Regions from separate parts of the Arachis hypogaea genome. Here region 1 is linked to region 2. The links are chromatin contacts, called in public Hi-C maps. All regions are on one chromosome and are shown on one strand. The core of a region is the stretch at or near the end of the contact, and the rest is flanking DNA. Distances in the headings are between cores, read along the strand shown.

The links. Hi-C and Micro-C count contacts between places; a contact is called where the count stands out from the background.
Region 1: a Hi-C map of an unstated tissue shows a contact between it and region 2, with 5 times the contacts expected there. The contact joins two enhancer-like sites. A contact is called at or near these places in 3 of 8 Hi-C or Micro-C datasets (leaf and an unstated tissue).

What each region holds. Positions count from the first base shown.
Region 1 is chr4:36,507,643-36,514,238 of arahy.Tifrunner.gnm2.J5K5, forward strand. No RefSeq gene overlaps it. Among protein-coding and RNA genes, the nearest start is that of LOC112796666, 40 kb to the right of the region's middle. Within about 2 kb of position 4,784, at least 3 of the 3 cell types and tissues checked have open chromatin away from gene starts, as enhancers often do.
Region 2 is chr4:36,432,483-36,439,401 of arahy.Tifrunner.gnm2.J5K5, forward strand. No RefSeq gene overlaps it. Among protein-coding and RNA genes, the nearest start is that of LOC112796664, 30 kb to the right of the region's middle. Within about 2 kb of position 3,334, at least 2 of the 3 cell types and tissues checked have open chromatin away from gene starts, as enhancers often do.

The DNA of each region.
Region 1 (6,596 bases), core at 3,534-6,033, 77 kb after region 2:
ATGTTTAGATAAATAACATGATCACTTAAATAAAAGACGTTTAAAATAATTTTAAATAAAAATATTTAATTTTATTTATTAAATAGATTATCATATATTAAATTTTTAACATGTGGCATAAATTAAAAATAGAGAAAAACTATGCATACAAGTTATTAGAGCTTGTATACTTTTCAGGTTAATTAACGAATAAACCCCAAAAACGCAATGCAAGATCTACGTTCTTCTTCTTCTTCTTCTTCTTCTTCTTCTTCTTCTTCTTTTTTTTCGTTTCTTACCTTCTCTTTCTCCTTCTTCTTCTTCTTGCTGCACGTTCTTCTTTCTCTTCCTCTTCTTCTTCTTCTTCTTCTTCTTTTCTTTCATTTCTTGCTTTCTCTTTCTCGTTCTTCTTCTTCTTGCACGTTCTTCTTCCTCTTCCTCTTCTTCTTCTTTTCTTTCATTTCTTACTTTCTCTTTCTCCTTCTTCTTTTTTTTTTGTTGCACGTTTTTCTTTCTCTTTCTGTTCTTCTTCTTCATTTACATGCTTTTCTCTCTGTTTTATTTCTTTGTTATTCTCGATTTCCATTTTTTTTGACATCAAGCTCTGAAATCGTTTTTGAAGAAGAAGAAGCAGCAGAAGATGAGGAGGAGAAAGAGAAAGAGTTCTGAAATATGCATAAAGTGCATTTCAACGAATTTTGGGTATATTTCTTAAATCCTTTGGGTGTATTTCTGTAATTCTTTGGGTGTATTACTATAATCGTTTGGGTGAATTCCTGTAACCGTTTGAGTGTATTTCTATAATTCTTTGGGTGTATTTCTGTAATCGTTGGGATGTATTTCTGTAATCGTTTGGGTGTATTTCTGAAGTTCTATTATCTTCAAATTTGGCAAGAAAATTGTTTTCATGGAGGAAGAAGAAGAAGAGTCGTTCATAATGCATGGTGAGTAGCGCGCTTTGGAAACAGGAAGTTGTTGAATAACGTGCGTTTTATTTACTCTTGAATGTGGAAGTGTGTAATGCGTTAATTAAGTGTAATGCGTGTGTTTTATTAGACTTATAAGACTTGTAAGCCAAAAAAACTTGTATGTGTAGCAGGCCTCTTAAAAATATTATCTTTATTAAAAAATATTATTATATTTTTAAAATTGTTAAATTGTCTTTGATTCTAATTTTTTAATTTGTTTAAAATTTAAATTTTTAACAAAAATTTTATTAGCGGATTGTTTTATTTTTTAAAAATTTTATAATATTATTTTTTTACTTCCATTTCATTATTATTTTGATATTCTTTTTTTTGTGAATTTAATAATTTTTATGAATCATATTTTTATTTTGAATTTTTATATTTTGAATTTTTATATTTTTTATTTTTTAATATTTATATTTTAATCTACTAAGTTTTATTGCAAATTGTTTTATTTGTAGTCTAATAATTTTTACTTATTTTTTAATTATTTGAATAAAATTTATTGTAAAATTGAGATTTTATAAAAAATTTGCCTCATTTAAATTAATATTAATTAAAATTATTAATATAATTATTTTTTTAATCTTTAATTTTATTTATAATTTATAATTTATATTTTTATTATTAATTTATATTTTTTGAAATATATTTTTTTAACTGTGATAAAATAAATAACTTTTAAAAAAATATTTTTGCCACCATAGTATATAGCTGAGTAAATCTTTTTACCGATATTCTTATCATACTGCTCGTGAAATTTGTGCATAATAATGAGATGGAAAAATCAAACACAAAATAATCGAATGAAAAAAATTGAAGATTTTTTTAGAAGATATTTTTTATTTTATGAGCTAATTTTTGAAATTGAGTTAAGTTTACGAAATTTTAGTTTTAAATTGTATAGTATTAGAATTTATTCAATTTAAAGTTATTGGGCCACATATCTTTTAAAGATAAAATTTTTAAATAATTTATAAATATAAAATATTTTTTATTTTTATTTTAAAATTAAATTATATTGACTCAATCTCAGTTCTAATCAAATAATAATAAGCTCTCCATATTTGACAATATAATATTTGTCATCTTTATTTAACTTGTACAATTTAGGTATAATTTAACATTTTATACATAATTAATGATTTAAAAAGAAATAATTAAAAAAAATTAAAAAATATGGAGAGTGAATGAGATATATAGAAAATAGATTAGGGGTAAAAAGGTAGATATTTACGAAGTAGTCAAAACGATATTTAATTTACATATAAAATATAAACAGTCTTTTTGTAGACATAATATATGATAAAGCTTAATGATGTTGTTACTTCATCTAGTGAGACAAGATTTTGTTGTTGTTGTTAATATTATTATATTACTTTTTAATTATAATAAGGATTTAACTAATATATATCTTTAGAACACACGATAAAATTATTATTAGTGAAATATTTAAATGTTTTCTTTTAATTAATATAAAATAAATATATTAAAAATTTAATTTTTTTTATATTTTTAATAAAAAATTTAATTTATAATGTTAACATGTATCTGAATCTAAGATAGCTAAAGCCTTATACTAATAAAAAACTAGTGATTTCTTAGTAGTCTTGAAGTTTCTACTGCCATTATCCCCAGCATTGTGTGGAGGAGAGTGGGAACATTTGTTTTAGAAATGACGACAAATTATTAATCTTTCAGATCCTGTTTCGGACACAAACATCGGAATCACTATTATTAATGCTGCACCTAGCTATCATCCAGGGACCAAGCTAAAGTCCATTTTATTTTTTTAAATTTCTTATCGGGAAAGAAAACAACGCAACAAATAATTGCTGATAACATATATATCAACACCATGCATGCAACATTATTATTCTCTGTCTACATAAGACTCATATATATTATTAACATGAAATCAATTTCATAATTTGGACAATGCAACCTCCACATGTATTAACAACATGGACAGCTAGCTACCATGCTCTTCCAATTAATTCGTGGGGCTCAGTTCATCTTCATAATATATAAACCAAAATTTAAAAAAAAAAATAGAGATTATGTCCACCAAATTACAAGCATATGGCCAACTAATTAATAACTATAATTAAGATGCTGATGAATTTTAATTTATTGTACATACAATATTTCAAATCATGATGATCAGAATGTGAAGATGTTTTAAATAATAAAAAATTAGTTGAAAATTGATTTAAAAATTAAACTAAAAATTAAATTTTAAAATACTATTAGTATAACCTAATTTTATATATGTATTAAATTATATAATATCACAACAATAAAAATATCTGTTTTTTCTATTAATTATATAAATAATTATTTAAAAAAAATAAATGTCATCAGACAACAACTATATAAAACTTTTTATACTATCATATATATATATATATATATATATATATATATATATATATTTATTAAAATTAAACCCTTAATGATAACAAAACAATACGAAATTAAATCCTAACAAATTAATTCGTATTCTAATATATATCATCATTGCTTTACTAGAATTTCCTCTTTAGTTAACAAAATTTCTTTAATCATGATTAGTGTTGATTATAGATCTATAAATCTATAATGATGAATATCCTTCTTTTTCCTGGAAGCTTCTTGTTCACATAAAAATATAACCCTAACTATTATTTGTCAAACAACTCAATGGTTCCAACTTAGTGGCAATTAATATAATGCAAGAAGGAAAATATAAAAATTGACCAGACATTTGAAAACAACATGACAATAATTATCGTATATATTTTGGATGCATGCTTTTGAAAAGAGCAATCAATCAACGATGTTGGTCCTTATTAACGCGTATATGAATAATTGGATGCATTAATGTGAATGAATATGAATTACGAGTCACACATAAGGTTGAAATTGAAGAGACAAAATGATAGCCCCCATTGACAAATAAAGCAAGTTTCTAGTGAAACCACAATTTGCAAAAGCCAACAATTAAATGAGAACCAAACGGATAGAGATTTTTCCTGCGTCACTTTCCGATGCCACCCCGCTAAGCACCATTCTTGATACGATTTTTTTTTTTAAAAAAAAAAAACAAAACTATGTATATCGTTTCAAAGTATCATTCGATTTAAAAGTTTGTTTTATTAAGAAAATTAATATATTTGGATATAATATGTTGAATCTTTAATATATCTAAATTTCAAAGTAATAAATGTAATAAAACACCAGTCTAAACTAGGAACGTACATGATTGAGATTAGACTTGAATTCAATTCTAATATTTTATCTTATTTATTTTAAAAACCTAAATCTAATTTTAAATTTATCCAAAATAAATCAAGTTAAATTTGATCAATCTAATAAATAATTAGTATATAATTTTATAAATTTCATTTTTAAAAATTAAATTTTAAAAAACTATATCATATAATATGACAATATTAATTAAAATATAAATATATAATATTTTAATTATAAAATACAATTTCAGATGAAATCAAGTCTATTTAAAGTATAACTCGAATTTTAGCTCGAAAATCACAAAGGATAAAATTATAAATTTAAACATGACCAAATATATTTTAAATTTGGACCAAATTTTGGTTTGGACGGATCTTTAACAACCCTAGTCTAAACGAACTTTTTTGTTGAAGATTTAAAATTTGTGACTTTAGTTTTTAAAAAAAATGTATGACTTATCCAATCCATTGATGATAACGACAAACCTGTGTGAATTACGAATAATTAATTTCTTTTTAAAAAAACTAATTTAGAGTGTTTTGAAGGGTCACGTAGATAAGTGAAAGTAGTATTAGAAGGGAGCCCACAAGAGGAAAGAGGGGTGTGTGGACCAATATGAATATGAACATCTATATCTGGGAGTGATGTAAAAGGATGATTGTTTTCTTTGTCTCCTTTCCGAGTTTGAAATCAATTTTATATGGTGGAGTACTCGTTTGGCTTTAGTGACGAAGTTGATATGATTAAATATACGTTTTTGTTTGTTTCTTTGTTTTAAAAACAAGTGGAAAACCCACAAAATTTGCACCACCCTCTCTCATCATTTTTCTAATTACACGACTTGCATTGGTTCCATCTCAAACTATCTATCACACATGTCTCTTTCTTTCATCACATGGAGCTATGTTAAATAAACAAACCCAATCAAATAAAAGGTCAAAAAAACTATTATTATTATTTTTTTAAATAGTTATTCGTTAGTGGGTGGAAAGCAACCACATGGCATATATATTAGCATATCCACGCGTTAGAAGTTTCAATAATAATAATTAAATAGGAGGTGTAGTACTTGGCTTAATCTAGTTTAATTTAATCTTATATCACTTATCAGAAATGAAAATTTCATCATCATGTGAGGGGAATAATTTCTATATATTATAGGAATTTTTAGTTGTCGTAGGTTATATCATATACTATTTTCCTATATTATTTTATGGAGTGTGCATAATAATGCAACTATTATTGTGCACTGAACATTCAAGTTCGTTATTGCTATTTTGAGGTTGTAATTGAAAGTAATAATCCAGCCAAATATATGAAGATATATATTATTGAACGGACGAAATTTCAAAGTACAGCACAAACTTCATCATTTTGCTAACTTTTTATTTATATCACCAAAATGATATTTATGGTCACTTAATTATTAAGGAAAAAATTAGTAAGTACAAACTGTGAGTATTTTTAATATAAAATAATAAATTTGTCAAATGATATAAGCTCCTAGGAGTATGAGCTAATAGTTGAATAAATAAATAAATAACTCACCCATGATATTAGCACTGTACAATAGTTGTGTTAGAATATATATCTAAGATATTAGTAGAGTATCCAAATCTATCTCATATTATTTTTTGTTGATTTAATTTGATATTAGATTAATCTCATTATACTTGGATTATATCTTTAACTTACAAATACCAAATTCAGTTTATAATTCATCATAAATTCTAAACAGGTTGTATATAAATTAAATGTGGAAAAATACATGATAATCCTTTCCTGATAGTGGTTAGTGTTTGAACAAATAAATTGTTAATAAACATGATAACAGATCAGATATAAATCAAATCGAAGAAGATATAACGTTAACTTTGCTCCTAGAAACACTTTATTAATTATTGTTTGATGAATGATATTTTTCATCCCAAAATAAATTAAAGATATATACAATAAAATCAATACCTTGAAAGTGGATTGAACATGTCATTATTTCAAGAAAACAATGATACGATAAAAATATTGCGTCTTGATAATAAGTGTTCCAAAGACATACTCGAACAGTAGCTGTGTAACATAATTTTTTTTATTAAAAACAAATTAAATTTTATTATTTGACAATGCATTTTATATGCAATTGTCCCTTTTTCAGTAACTAATTAAAGCCTATGAATATATATTATTATTGTGGTTCCGATCCATAACATGCATGTTGAGTATAGCTTTAGAAGCAAGGAATCCAAAATTAATAAATAGCATTATTGGCATCAAATAAAAGCTTCGTTAGGTGAAACATCGATGCTCTAGACAATGACAATGCAAATAATGAAGAAGTATATCAATCTCACACATTGCCGCCTTAATATATAATAAACATTAAATTATAAATTATATTTGCTATTAACACCTGTCTTG
Region 2 (6,919 bases), core at 2,084-4,583:
AAACAAAAGAAGAGAATTGGGAGAATGCTTGAAGTCGAGAGAAAATCAATAGATGAGAATGTTGAAGGCTTCGAAGATGTTTGATTCTTAGAAGAACAATGCTTATGCTTTTTATTTAATTCATGCAAAAAACTTTTCACAGCAAATCATTTATAGCTAACTCCATTCCCTTGGTGATTTAATTTCTCTACACCCAATTAATTGCCAATCCCTTAGTCAACTAGTCGAAAGAAGAAGTGAAGAATAGTTTTGATTTTAAGCCGCACAACCTTCAAGAACTATCACTAGCTAAATTATATGACACTTATTCGAACTAGATCTAGATAAGTGAAGATTATGAGATAAGTTTTAAGCTAATTCCGAAATTAATTTTTTCAAATATAAAATCAGAATTCAAGATAGATTTAGAATATCTTTCAATAGTTTTAACCCTTATTGATGAAGAACAAAACTCAATTTTGAAAAAAGTAAAAAAGCATGAATTAAAATAAAGAAAACACTTATATTATTAATCCTAAAACCAAACAGGGATCCTAACCTTCAACAGGGAGGTTTTGACTCATGATAAAGAAAAAAACTAATCCGAATGATGAGAGAGTTTTAATAGATGATTTTTTTTTCTGTGAACAAGTTCACTTATTTATATCCTAAGTTCTATCTAGAATTTAAATTCCAAACTAACTCTAATCTTTATCTTTTGTAAAGATAAGATAGCTAACTTCCTACTTCAAATTTAAATAATCAAAACAATAATTTAAATCTAATCTAGAAATAAATCCTAACAACTAAATCTTTATATTTCTAGATGAAATTAAGGATAATTAATTTTCTTAAATCTTCAATTAAGCAGATGTGATTCTGGCTTATAATGATTTGATAACTGAATTTGAGTCTTGTCAAGTGTTAAAGCATTGAATCCTGGGAGTTGAGACTTGAGGCACGCCAAGCTTGCATCTTTAAATGTGGGCGTAGGCCCAATTTGGCCTTGCAGGGAAGCTAGTCTATCGGGCTTATGGCTGGCCTGCCGGGCTTGTGATTAGAGAGGACAAGCTTGTGGAATGGGCCACTGGACCTGTGTGTGTGGGCTGCGAGGTGTCCATGCTGAAGGCTGGGTGTCTGGTTCACATGTTCCTTTGATCCAGTTGAACTGCCCTTGAACCAGTTTTGTATTTTCTTGCTAAAAAAGTTTTAATTCTTACTCCCTTTGAGTAAAAAAAAAAAAACTTGAAAATATAATAGTACTAACAAAACTCCAAATATTTTATTAGTTATAAAATTTCACTAGAAAACATAAGAAATTTGATTAAAAATCTAAGAAAATCTAAGAAAACAAACAAAAAAGAACCCTAAAAACTACTTAAGATTGTGTGTCATCATATGAGTACCCAAATTATCATCAGTATTTTGATGTTGATTTTCTGCAACATGTGCTTGATTGTAATTCATCATTTTAAATCTACAATATGCTACTTTGTATCCATATTTTTCACAACAAAAGCAGTTGAAATCAGTTTTTTTTTCTTGAAAGAAATTGCCTCGGCCTCTTCCTCGGTTCTCAGGTCTGAAATTCGTTCCACCTCTTCCTTGATTAGGCGGTGTAAAACTTCCTTGGTTGTAATTTCCATGACCTCTTCCTCTAAAACTTTCTCTACCTCTACTTTGAAAATTAAAACCACGATTTTTGTCCTTATTATGTACGGCTTAATTCTGCAACATTGTTTAAATTCATCTGACTTTTCAAGGCTTTTCGATTGATTTTTCTGACTTTTCTAATATTCTGCTAATGTGGTTTTCCATGATTTCCTTGCAACTCTGCAATTTTCATGGTATCCATATCATGAGACTCTTGTACTATAGTTACCATATGATCATACTTTATCGGCATGATGCGAAGAATTTTTTCACCATGTACTATCGGGCATATCTTCTCCAAAAACTCTCATCATATTGACAAGATCTGTAACATGAGTAAAATATTGCTTACAATTTTTGAACTAGACAGCTCATACCTTTCATATTCTTTTCGCAAAGACTATAGCTTTGCTTTCTGGATTTTATTTATGCCTTTGTATGACAGCTTCAATGTGTTCCATACTTCTTTTGTACTTTTGACATTTGCTATTTTGCGAAATACTGTAAATCTACAGCTTGATGAATTTGAGATAGCGCCAATTAATCTCTTTTCTGTTGGGCAGCATCTACTCCTTCTTATGAACCCGATTCAATAAAATTCTACAGATTTTGAGCCTTCAAATGGGTAGACATTAAAGTCTCCCAATAACTGTAATTAAGTTTTCCCTCTAATTTGAGATTAGACCACACAACATTGAAAGTGTTTGCCATTCTGATTTTATAAACAATTAATTATGTGAGAATTCTTCCACATCTCACAAACTTTCAAACACTTGATGTTGGATTAATCAGTTTTGATATCAAATATAAATATAATACCCATAATTAATTGGCCTCAGAATCACTTTTTCAATAAAATAATTTTTTAACAAATAATACTTAATTGTATACATTGGTGATATGATAAAAACTTGTAAAATTTGCTTCAAATTGCATGTGCCAGATTGCTCACTAATAACTAAGGCAATATCACAATATCAAGTGGCGGTACAACATGCAGCAGCACCAGCTTTCAATTTTGTTTTGATGTTTTCTAGAGTTCTAGCATTTTATTGGTAGTCAAACTTTCAAACTCATGTTTGAGTATAACTTCAAGACACTTCTAAATTGTTGTGATTGATTTATATTTGATTAATATTATCCAACAGAAATGCATGCAACGCACCTGATTAATCTTGAAACAGTAGTCTCAACACTGTGTGTATAGTATTAGAAGATCGAACATGTTGGGTTGGCTCTGATCTCTTGGTTCATTCCTATTGCGTATATAGAATAACAGTGTATGTATAATAATGATAATTATACGTACCTGGCTTAATGGAACAAACGTGCTTCCACTGCAACTGCGATATGTTTCACCATGATTAATTGTGGAACTCGTTGTCAAAGGTTTTTTATGGCAAGTCATGCAGATTGATATAGTTCGTTGCAAATTCAACTCACTAATAATCAGCCAACAATTTTCTAATTGCATTTTTTTCCTCATTAGTGATAAATTAAAGGCTTAGACTTTGAAAGACGCACGTTCAACCACTTGTTTACTTTTTTTCTTAGGGTTTTCTTCCTTTCTTTTCTTGTTAGTAAGACCTTAAAACAAATATTCAATGTAGATCATAATTTTATGATTTATCGAAGCCCATAAGCCTCAAACTTCTAGGCTTCTAGCTATCCTAGCTTTTGTTCTTTTTTTTTTTATGACTCTTTTCAACTAGTTACCGGATATCCAATTAGGATCGACCATTTAAGAGACAGATATATTTGCCACGTTAGACATTGTGGGTTTTTTTTTTTTTTTTGGAAAAGAACAACAACTTTCATTCATAGAACGTCACACGGCACTTACAAGCAAATTCATTAGAATCGAACCGGACCGCTCCATTGCTACTCTACTATCATACTATCATACTTCTTAGTTCTTAATACTATATATGATAAAAAATAATTATATAATAAATTATGAACAAATTTTTATTTTAATTTTTTTTTTAAGTATAAATTCACTTGGATATCAAATTTGATATATAAACGTATATATTGATATACTAATTGCGTTATTTTTTATTCTTTCTTTTGTTCATTTAAATTGAAAAAATATTTTATATTAATGATTGATTTATTATTTCTTTTTGCATCATAAATTATATCTAAAAATTGATACTTGATTGTTATTAATATATTTGTCAAAAATATGTATTTTAAATTTTAAGTTTTAATTTTTAATTTTATAATTTTATTTAATTATAACCGGATCAATCAGATAAATCAATAACTCATCGATTAAATCAATGTCCTAATAACCTAATCGTATGACCGGCTCAATTCTAATAACTTGTAAGTCGCAGCAAGAGCATGAGGAAATCGTTTTCTGTTTTGAAATTATATATGTGGTCTTGTCTAGACTAATCTTTCTTTCTTTTGGTCAAATGAATTAGAAAGCCCCTAATTTTAGGTATTATTATACATCCATACAATACACTCACATATATTACGAATTTTTTAATTTTGATATGAACCTTTGATGGAGTATAGCAGCGATATGGGGATTATTGGTGTTTTACGGATTTGTGACGGCTGGATAGAAGAAATCGGTGGCACCGAGTAGTAGGAAGCAAATCAAAGGCACCGATTTCGGGACGCAGATAGTGCACAAATCGGTGGGACCGATTTGTGTTCCTTATCCACCGATTACTGCACTCTTCGAGTAAAATATTTCACCTCACACAAATCGGTGCTACCGATTTCATGCTGCTCAACATCTCCGTCACACAAATCGGTGCCACCAATTTTATGCTCACACAAATCGGTGTCACCGATTTGTGTTACTTCCTCTCTGTTTAAAATCGGTGGGTCCGATTTCTTCTCCCTAAAATTTCAAAAAGCAACACTGTCATAATAGTGTAAATTACCCGTAATAATCATATCCCAGCATATCTCATACCCCAAATCATATCCAAAAAAATCAGCCATATTACATGGGTTTATTTTTTCTCTAGTAAAATTTGAAGTCGGGTGTGATTGTTAAAGAGGCATATATGATATGCCACTCAAATCTTTTCAATTGCCACATCCTTGTAGAGTTTTTTATTTCTCGGGTCTGGCCTATTTTGTTACCCCTCCTCTATCAACCTTTCAGTTAAACTTTTTATAAAAGGCTTTCAACGTTTGCCTCCAATAAGTCCAGGTTTAGCCCAATACACCTCGAAGACCATATTTAAATTAATGGTTGTTTGAAGGCCCAATTTGATTTCTTGAAAACACAACCTAAAATTCTTTTTTTTTCCCTTGAAAAACAAAAGGACATAACAACTTTAAATTAAATATCCCAAATTAGGCTCTAATATATTTTTAGTTTGACAATTTAGTCACAATAAGTTTAATCACCAAATTAATTTTTAAATAATTCAAAACAAAAGAATAATTTTCAACTTTTTATTTCATCAAACAAATTAATTCATACACAGATTGTTCGACTGTATAAAAAAATTGATCTAAAATGTTAAAATTTTTTAAAGATTATTATATCTTTATAAAAATAAAGATAATGATTAATTCGTGTAATATTTTATCAAAATTTAACATAGAGACTGATTATATTTATCTAAAAAAACAAAAAAAGATTGATTTATTGATTAATATTTATTGAAAATTAAAGTGTTTATCTAAAAATTTATTGTGATTTATTTGCGTATTATTCTTAAAGTATTTTGGTATATGTTCATACCCTGTCCCAACAATAAAGGCCCAGGTCCAAATAAAAGGCCTAATCCCACGGATTGGGTCTCATCCAATACCAACCTTTGTCCTATGAAGTCGGTTCTCACCACGACTTGCTCTAAAGAAGTCGGGTACGAGGGTTAGCTGGCAAACAAGCACTCATTCAAATGAGTAACTGCCCCTAGAATCTCTCTAACCACTTCCAAGAGTCATATCTTAACCTCCCTAAGATAATGGGACGGTTAACACCCTAAAAATATGGCACTACTCTAACGGTGGTTATTGGCTCACCACTATAAATACACTGACACTCTTCAGGTATCTCTAAGCCCAATACATTCTAAACCTGCTCACACCCTTGCTAACTTAGGCATCGGAGTGTCTTTGCAGGTACCACCCCCCATTCACTCACGTACACAAGTCGGAAGGAGGCTCCAGCGCACAAACCTGCTCGGAGGCTACCATCCGCAGACGATTGGGCCGGCCAATACAGTCCAGTCCATTAATCTCCGGTTATCCACCGTAACATTGGCGCCGTTGCCGGGGACCCGAGAGATCAACCAGTAATGGCGGACAGATCCCCTGAAGAGGGTCGTGTGGAGTCAGATTCTAAACAAGAGAATCTAGACACAGGCAATAATGATGCAGACTTGACCCTCCACCAGGGAATTAATGATCAACACAGGGAAGGTACCTCCGGAGTAAAAAACCCGAAGGTAAACTCTTCAGAGGGGCGCGAATCAGAGAAAGAGGGACCATCCCATGTAACTGAACTCATGGGATTAGTCCACAGTCGCCTGGAACAATTAGAACAAGAACAGGAGCGACAAAAGGAAACCGAAAAGAACCTAAAAGAGGAGATGGAACGACGAAAAGAGTTAGAGAGAAAACTCTTAAAGTTATAATCCTCCCTCAAAGGTCACAACTCCCGCGACGAACGAGAAGAGCCGCCCTTAGGAGGGGAGGATCCTTTCAGCGAAGATATAATGAGAGCGAAAGTTCCGAGGAACTTCAAAAGCCCCGATATGGACCTCTATGACGGAACCACGGATCCAAAGCATCACTTGAGCAATTTTAAAAGTCGGATGTACCTAGCTGATGCTTCCGAAGCTACGCGATGCAAAGCTTTCCCGACCACCCTATCGAAAGCAGCGATGAAGTGGTTCGACAGCCTCCCCCCGAGGTCGGTTACTAGTTTTGAAGACCTCTCAAGGAAGTTTTTGATGAGGTTTTCAATCCAGAAGGACAAAGTGAAACATGCACCGAGCCTCCTGGGAATAAAGCAGGAGGTCGGAGAATCCTTACGAGCCTATATGGAAAGGTTCAACAAAGCATGTTTAGAGATTCAAGACCTGCCCACAGAGGCAGTCATAATGGGGTTAGTCAATGGACTCAGAGAAGGCCCCTTCTCGCAATCCATATCTAAAAGACACCCCGTTTCTCTAAGTGATGTACAGGAAAGAGCTAAAAAGTACATCAATATGGAGGAAAACGCTAAGTTGAGAGATCTGAGTTGGCGCCCTGGGCTCCCTCCCTCAACAAAAGAGAGGGAAAGGGAAACCAAGAAAAAGGA